2 separate regions of the Oryctolagus cuniculus genome follow, and region 2 is linked to region 1. Evidence: chromatin contacts called from public Micro-C data. All regions are on one chromosome and are shown on one strand. Each heading gives the region's core, a stretch centred on a gene start, on an enhancer-like site or on the middle of the called end of the contact. The rest is flanking DNA. Distances are from core to core; before and after follow the strand shown.

Region 1 (3,450 bases), core at 268-2,767:
CATCTGTCTTGTGTACACACAAAAGGAGATTTTGAAAATCACTGAATTTATGAAAACATGCTTAGTGAAGAAAACTTGGGAAATACAGTAAAGTATATAAAAGAGAATTGAAATCATTCACAATCTCATCAGCCACAGACAACCAGCGTTAGTATTTCAGAGAGACAGGGCTTTGAAAACTTGTTCACTTTTCCCCCCTTCTCATTTTTTCAATTTGGCAGAAAATTAATTAAAATCAGCCTGCTTCATTTCAAGACATGGTTCCCTTTTGTTTGTAAAAACAGGTCCCTAACCCTGTAAGTCCCAAGCTGTCAACTCTGCGCATATTTCAACGACATATCAAAGTAACCATTAACGGCATTGCTCAATTTAAGTCCTTAGAGACGTCCTATATATAGGACGATGGGCTGCAATGGCTAAGACAGCCCTACCAGATGCTCTCATTTCTTATTGTAATTCTGGTAACAGGAGAGAACGTTTATTGAGAATAAACCACGTGTCAGGCCAGCTGCTAAGTACTTCCCGCGTCCTTAGTGAATCCGCACAGCAACCCTGTGAGGTGAACGAGGTTTCTGATGGAGTTAAGGCACGTCAGAGCGAGATGACGGACGGTAAGAAACCGGGCAGCCCGATTTCCAGAGCCCACGTTCTCACCGCTCCACCGAACCCCTCTCCTCGGCTTCACCCACTCTAACACACAGAGCTCCCTGCTCATTTCCGCACGCCGAAGATGCCTGCACACCCACTTCCTTAACTGCTTATTGGGCTGCAGGTGCTTATTATAGTCTGGCGCTCGGAGGACCTAACCTCAACTCTGTGATCTTGGATGAATGATTTTCACATATTCAGGTTTGGGTGTAACCTTACCTGTGGAAACAGTGGTTAAACCTTCAAGTTCTGCTTCTGGATTTTAGCCTGCAGTCAGAAGCCAGCGGCTCAGGAATCACCACTTTTTAATAAGGTGTGCGCTGCAAGATAAGAGACTGAAACGGGGGCGGGGTTAGGGCTGAGAATTCAGAGCTCTCGCGGACCCCTCCGCACCCCGGGACTGCACCTGGGTGCAAAAGGAGGGTTGCATGGGCTGGGGTCGAGGGCTCCCCGGCGTTCCCACGTCCTCCCACGGCTCCGCAGGAACCGTCCGAGAGCCACACACACACACACACAGCGGGGGCTCGGCTGCTCGCCGCTAGTCAGAGGTGAGGGCGGTGCTCTCCCGGGAGGGATGGCAAGGCTAGGAGTCCCCGACGGGTTCGGCTACTTTGTCTCCACGCCGCCGAAACCCCAGGCCGCAGGTACCCTCTGGCGGGAAAGTAGTACTTCACCATTTACTAACCCCAAAACTGTGTCTCGTCGCCTCGCCTCAGCCGGGAAGTTAGTAGCAGCGCGCAACCGCTAAAGCTCAGGCCCTCTTAAAGCGCTCGCTATATGGGAGGAGTCGAACGCCAAGGTCCCCAGCCACAGGGCAGGGAGCCCATTGGTTTCCTTCCCCGCTAAACCCACGCATCAGAGGCGCCGCGCGCGTACCTCAGACTCCGGGGCGGTGCCTGATGCGCCGTCTCCTGATTGGCCGCCAGCGCTCTCTGCTTGTCTCGCGCTCTCGCGCTAGGCCAATCGGGTTATCCGCAGTTTGGAGGCCGGCTTCTCTGGTGTGGTGGCGCCGCCGCTGTTCCCTTCGGTAGGTGTGTGGCTGCCATCTTGTGTGTGGCTTGGGCTGGGCTCTTTGGGCGTTGAAAGCTCCTGTCGTGGCTTGTCTTTGAAGACGGGTGCTGGGGGAGCAATGGTAGAGAGGAGGGGCCTGAAGGAAACCCAGCTAGTTCTCACTTGCCCAAAAGGATAGATTTCCTGTAGTCTCGTCCCTGGCGAGGGAGAGCGAGGAATGGTGGTTATGGCGGGGGTGGGGGGTGGGGATCCCAGGCTTTGGTGTGTCGGTTATCGGGTTAGAGGAGGCTTTGATGCATTGATGCTGATTCTTCGGGCCCGGAGGGCTTTTGCAGTGACTTTCGTAGCGGAAAGATTCTGAACATCAGCCCCCTTTAGCTAAAGGAGGCTGGCTGGTGGGCTGCGTGATTCAGACAGGAACAAAGCTGCTAGTGGAAGGGGAGAGGGCGACGCCTCACCACTCAGGCTCCAGAGGGACCTCTTCCTTCTCTTTGTTATCGAGGGAAGGGCTGGGCTGCTTTGTTCCCTCGTCCCCTCGCCCGCCTCCCTACTCCATCAACCATCACCACTTCCCCCTCCTTTGTCGCCCTCCCTTTCCTTTTCTTTCTTCTTAAATATTTATTTACTTACTGAAAGGCAGACAAGGAGAGATCTTCACTTCCCAAATGGTTGACTGACAGATGGAAGCCAGAAACTCTATCCTGGTTCCCCACATTGATGGCAGGGGCCCTAGCAGTGGGCCATCATTGGCTGCTTTCCCAGACACATTGGCAAAGGAGCTGGATGGGAAACTGAGCGGAGCCTGCGCTCAGATAAGGGGTACCAGCCTCCGGATAGGTGGCCTAACCCACTGCACCGCAGTGCTGCTGCCTGCTGTGGTCTTTTCCTAAACAACAGAAAAAGGAAAGTGAAAGAATTGTTTTGCCCTCTTGATTTCCTGGTTTCTCTGTGTTGAAATGTATGTATTTTGGGGGTGTACCATGGTATGCTTGGGTACTCCTCACAGAATAAGGGAAGGATTCTGTATGGGAAAGCCCCTTAAGTTCTGTCTTCTTTTTAGGGTGGGAGGAAAGAAGCAGGAATTATGTCATTTTCATTCCAATTTTTTAAAAAGAATTTACAGTAGAAAACCTGTATCTTATTTCATTTGAGAGAAAATTTATCAGACCTGAAAAGCTGATTAAAGGCTATTTTGTGAATAACTAGCAGTTTTGAGAGGAATGAGAATAAAGTCAAGATACTGTCTTGAGTGATGATCTAACCAAGTCAACAGTACATTATGTAGTTTGTAACAGGAATACCAGAAAAAAAAAAGATAAAATAATTGACAAATTGAGAATTAAGTTTACTTTACTTACCATTTTATCTGTGATCTTTTTTTTTTTTTTTTTTTTTTTTTTTTTTTTTTAATTTTTGACAGGCAGAGTGGACAGTGAGAGAGAGAGAGACAGAGAGAAAGGTCTTCCTTTGCCGTTGGTTCACCCTCCAATGGCCGCCGCGGCCGGCGCACCGCGCTGATCCGATGGCAGGGGCCAGGAGCCAGGTGCTTTTCCTGGTCTCCCATGGGGTGCAGGGCCCAAGCACCTGGGCCATCCTCCACTGCCCTCCCGGGCCACAGCAGAGGGCTGGCCTGGAAGAGGGGCAACCGGGACAGAATCCGGCGCCCCAACCAGGACTAGAACCCGGTGTGCCGGCGCCGCTAGGCGGAGGATTAGCCGAGTGAGCCACGGCGCCGGCTATCTGTGATCTTTTTAAACCTGAGTGACAAAAATTCATATGTCAATAATGTGG
Region 2 (3,265 bases), core at 730-3,229, 160 kb before region 1:
GGCCATCTTCTCCTGCTTTCCTAGGCCATAATCAGAGAGCTGGACCAGAAGAGGAGCAGCCAGGACTTGAACTGGCACCCATATGGGATGCAAGTGCCTTAGGCAGATGCTTAGCCTACTACACCAGTGCCAGCCCCATTCTACTTTATCTTAAACTTTACATGGCTCTGTGGGATTCTTGACACAGGCTGTTGACCAGTGTGACCATATGTTGGCATTAGGTGTAGTCCCCTGACCCCCAGGGTGGAAGCAGAGTGTCCAGGTTCTTCTTTAATCTACTATTTTTTTTTTGACAGGCAGAGTGGACAGTGAGAGAGAGAGAGGGAGAGGGAGAGAGAGAGAAAGGTCTTCCTTTTGCCGTTGGTTCACCCTCCAATGGCCGCTGTGGCCTGGCGCGCTGTGGCCGGCGCATTGCACTGATCTGAAGCCAGGAGCCAGGTACTTATCCTGGTCTCCCATGTGGGTGCAGGGCCCAAGGACTTGGGCCATCCTCCATTGCACTCCCTGGCCACAGCAGAGAGCTGACCTGGAAGAGGGGCAACCAGGACAGAATCCGGTGCCTCGACTGGGACTAGAACCCGGTGTGCCGGCGCTGCAAGGCGGAGGATTAGCCTAATGAGCCATGGCGCCAGCCTTTAATCTACTATTTATAAATTGGAATCCTTTACCCTGTATAAAAAGTTCAAATGCTCCAAAATAAGCTGCTTTGGAACAAGTAATTTTGATTTTTTTAAAGATGATAATCATAGAGTGCTTTGGGGGCTAGAGAAGAAAGGTTAAAAACTCACCTGGCACTTGTCCAGGTAAATTTCAGAGGAAGAGCCCACAATTTGTCCGATAGAAAGTTACTCAACCCAATAAACACAAATACCATTAAATATATCACTTTGTCAAGTGTATCGAAATTTTTTAGGCTGCCTTTGTCCCAGAGGTAAATAAAGTCACCACATCCAGCAATTCAGGTTGAATTACTATTCCCTGAAAAATAAGTTTCATGACTTACTTCCTTTGAGCACAGGGTTCTCTTCTGCAAGTCTGTGCCTCTCTCTCCCTCTACTACTTATCCTCCAACTTCAGCTGTCCAGGAAGCTTTTTCCCAACTCCTAGTTTATGGGCTTCCTCTGTGTTTCCTTACATCTTGTATCATGAGACTTCTTTACCCTGTCCTGGAATAATGAACCAGACTATACATTCCTTAAGGTTAGCAACTTCTGGAATGAGCAAAAATGTGTCCCATTTACCTTTTTATTCCCCAAGATGCTTCACATATGATATCTGACACATAATGAACATTGAATGCTCAGGAAATATATGATCACTCAAGCCTCATGCCCTTCCACATTTTACAGAGATTCTTTTGTCAGGTTATAGGAAAAAAAAACCTGATTCCAATTCTTTGAGCAAAATAGTCCTCTTTCAGTGAACTCACCAAACTGCTACTTTGGCTGAGCCACTTGATTCAAAGGATATTGAGGATCTACAACATGCTAGGGACAGTACCAAGCTGAGAGAGCCCTTATAAAAAGAGTTCATCATCCAGGAGAGAAGATGGCAATGGACAATCAGTTCTCAAGGAAACGTACAGCACATTCGGGAAATGTGAAATTTACCTATCGGAATATGTGCTGTGTTCAAGAGATCCAGGAAGAAGTTGCAGCTGACACTGAATTTACCTAACGACTCGAAGCTGCTGAATTTGGGTGGCAGATGCAGGAAGAGACTACAAGGATGAGTAGGTGGTGTTTGACCTGGATTTTGAAAGATGAGTAGGAGCCTGATGTGTACTTTGGGGGTTGCTGTGAGGTGAACAAGATTTGGTTGCTAACTCATGCACATGTTTGAGCCCCAAAGTCACAAGTTTATGGGACTCAGAGGGTGGGAACAATCCAACTGTGGTGTTCAGGAGGAGGGCCTAGTGGGAGGTCCTTAGGTCTCTGGGTGGAGTGCCCTGAGATGATTATAAAAACCTGCTTCTGGCCATGTGCTGCAAGCTCCTGCCACTGCATCCTCACCAGACAGCTCAAGCCTGCCTCATCTTGGAGAGCAAACTTTTTAAACCGTGAGTTGAAAACAAAAACAAAAACAAAAACACCTTCCTTCATGGGTAGCTTTTCTTAGCTATGTGTTAAGTGACAAAAAAAAAAAAAATCTAGAACAGGTGTTGCTAAAGAATAACGGAGCTCCACAGTGAAGGGGTAAATACAGATTTTATTCAGAAACTATTGCGATAGAAGGAGAGAGCAGAAAATACAATCCACACAACTGGGCTCCATTTCCAAACTGTAATCCTGTCTCAATGAAATCTGCTTTCACCTCTTTCCTGTCTTGGCTCAGGTTTTAAGGAATTTATTGATTCCGGATGTTTCAGATGGAGGCAAAAGACTGAAAAAACACGAAGAAGAATAAAGTGATTTAGGGGAAAAGGAAGACTCCAAAGAAAGTTATCACGAAAACCAGCGCCTAGAGAAACTGCGCAAGGGGCAGGTGAAGAAAAGCTGGTTTCTTTTAATCAGGAAGCTGTTCGGTGACGCTTGGAGAACGAAGAGTTTTTCCTGGTTGTTCACGGGAGTTTATCTGGGAAAGGTAAATCTGAACACGGTTGCATGCAGTGCTTTGCTAGGAGTGTGGACTTCAGCCTGCAGTGCCACCTGGGAGTGCTGCGATCTGGATGGTGTTTTACAAAGATGACTGCGCTCTCCGTGCGAGCTTCAGGCAGCAGCCCCTCTCCTGGCCTCAGTTTACGCACTTGTATTCGTAATAAGAAATAGCTTGCCTCAGATGGCCTCTTGGGTCCCTTCTGACCTTGGCAGCCTGCTTCCCAGGTACCTCTATCTTCCCTGCCCCTGGCTTTGGTGCTTCCAATCCGAACCGGGTAGGGAGGCAGAGGCAGGTTTCCAGGTGAAACAAAGGTCTCCCTTGTGCGGCCATTTATCCCAGGCAGCGCCTCAGGGCCATCTAGTTGCGGGGGAAGGGTTTTCCCCGCTGGCTTTTCCGTCCCGGGTTTCCCTGGAGCAGGAGGCCGGTCCTCCCCACTGCGAAGCCACCCGGCGAGGAAGGACAGAGGCTCGCCCCTCGCGCTGGAGAGACAAAACCAAGTAAGGCCAGGCAGCAGCCACCGCGGGACACCCTGCGAATGCTTGCAGGGCCTCGCGCAGTCCCAGGGTCCAAGGTGCAGGGGTTCAGGGCCGGGGCCTGGCAAGCGCCCAGGGTCACGTGAAGCCGCTCGGCCACGTGACCGGCGGGCCCGGCGCCCTCACGCTCCGCC

What was found. A called contact is a pair of places that touch in the nucleus more often than the background predicts.
Region 2: a contact with region 1 is called in a Micro-C map of ear pinna, with 5 times the contacts expected there. The contact joins the promoter of RCBTB1 here to the promoter of SETDB2 in region 1. A contact is called at or near these places in 2 of 6 Hi-C or Micro-C datasets (ear pinna and an unstated tissue).

What each region holds. Positions count from the first base shown.
Region 1 is chr9:68,750,064-68,753,513 of mOryCun1.1, reverse strand. SETDB2 (SET domain bifurcated histone lysine methyltransferase 2) reads right to left here and starts at 1,517. Exons shown (of 15, transcript NM_001389491.1): 1 at 1,334-1,517; 2 at 868-983. CAB39L (calcium binding protein 39 like) reads left to right here and starts at 1,538. Exons shown (of 12, transcript XM_070048887.1): 1 at 1,538-1,675.
Region 2 is chr9:68,905,971-68,909,235 of mOryCun1.1, reverse strand. RCBTB1 (RCC1 and BTB domain containing protein 1) reads left to right here and starts at 1,979. Exons shown (of 14, transcript XM_008273852.4): 1 at 1,979-2,059; 2 at 2,335-2,583.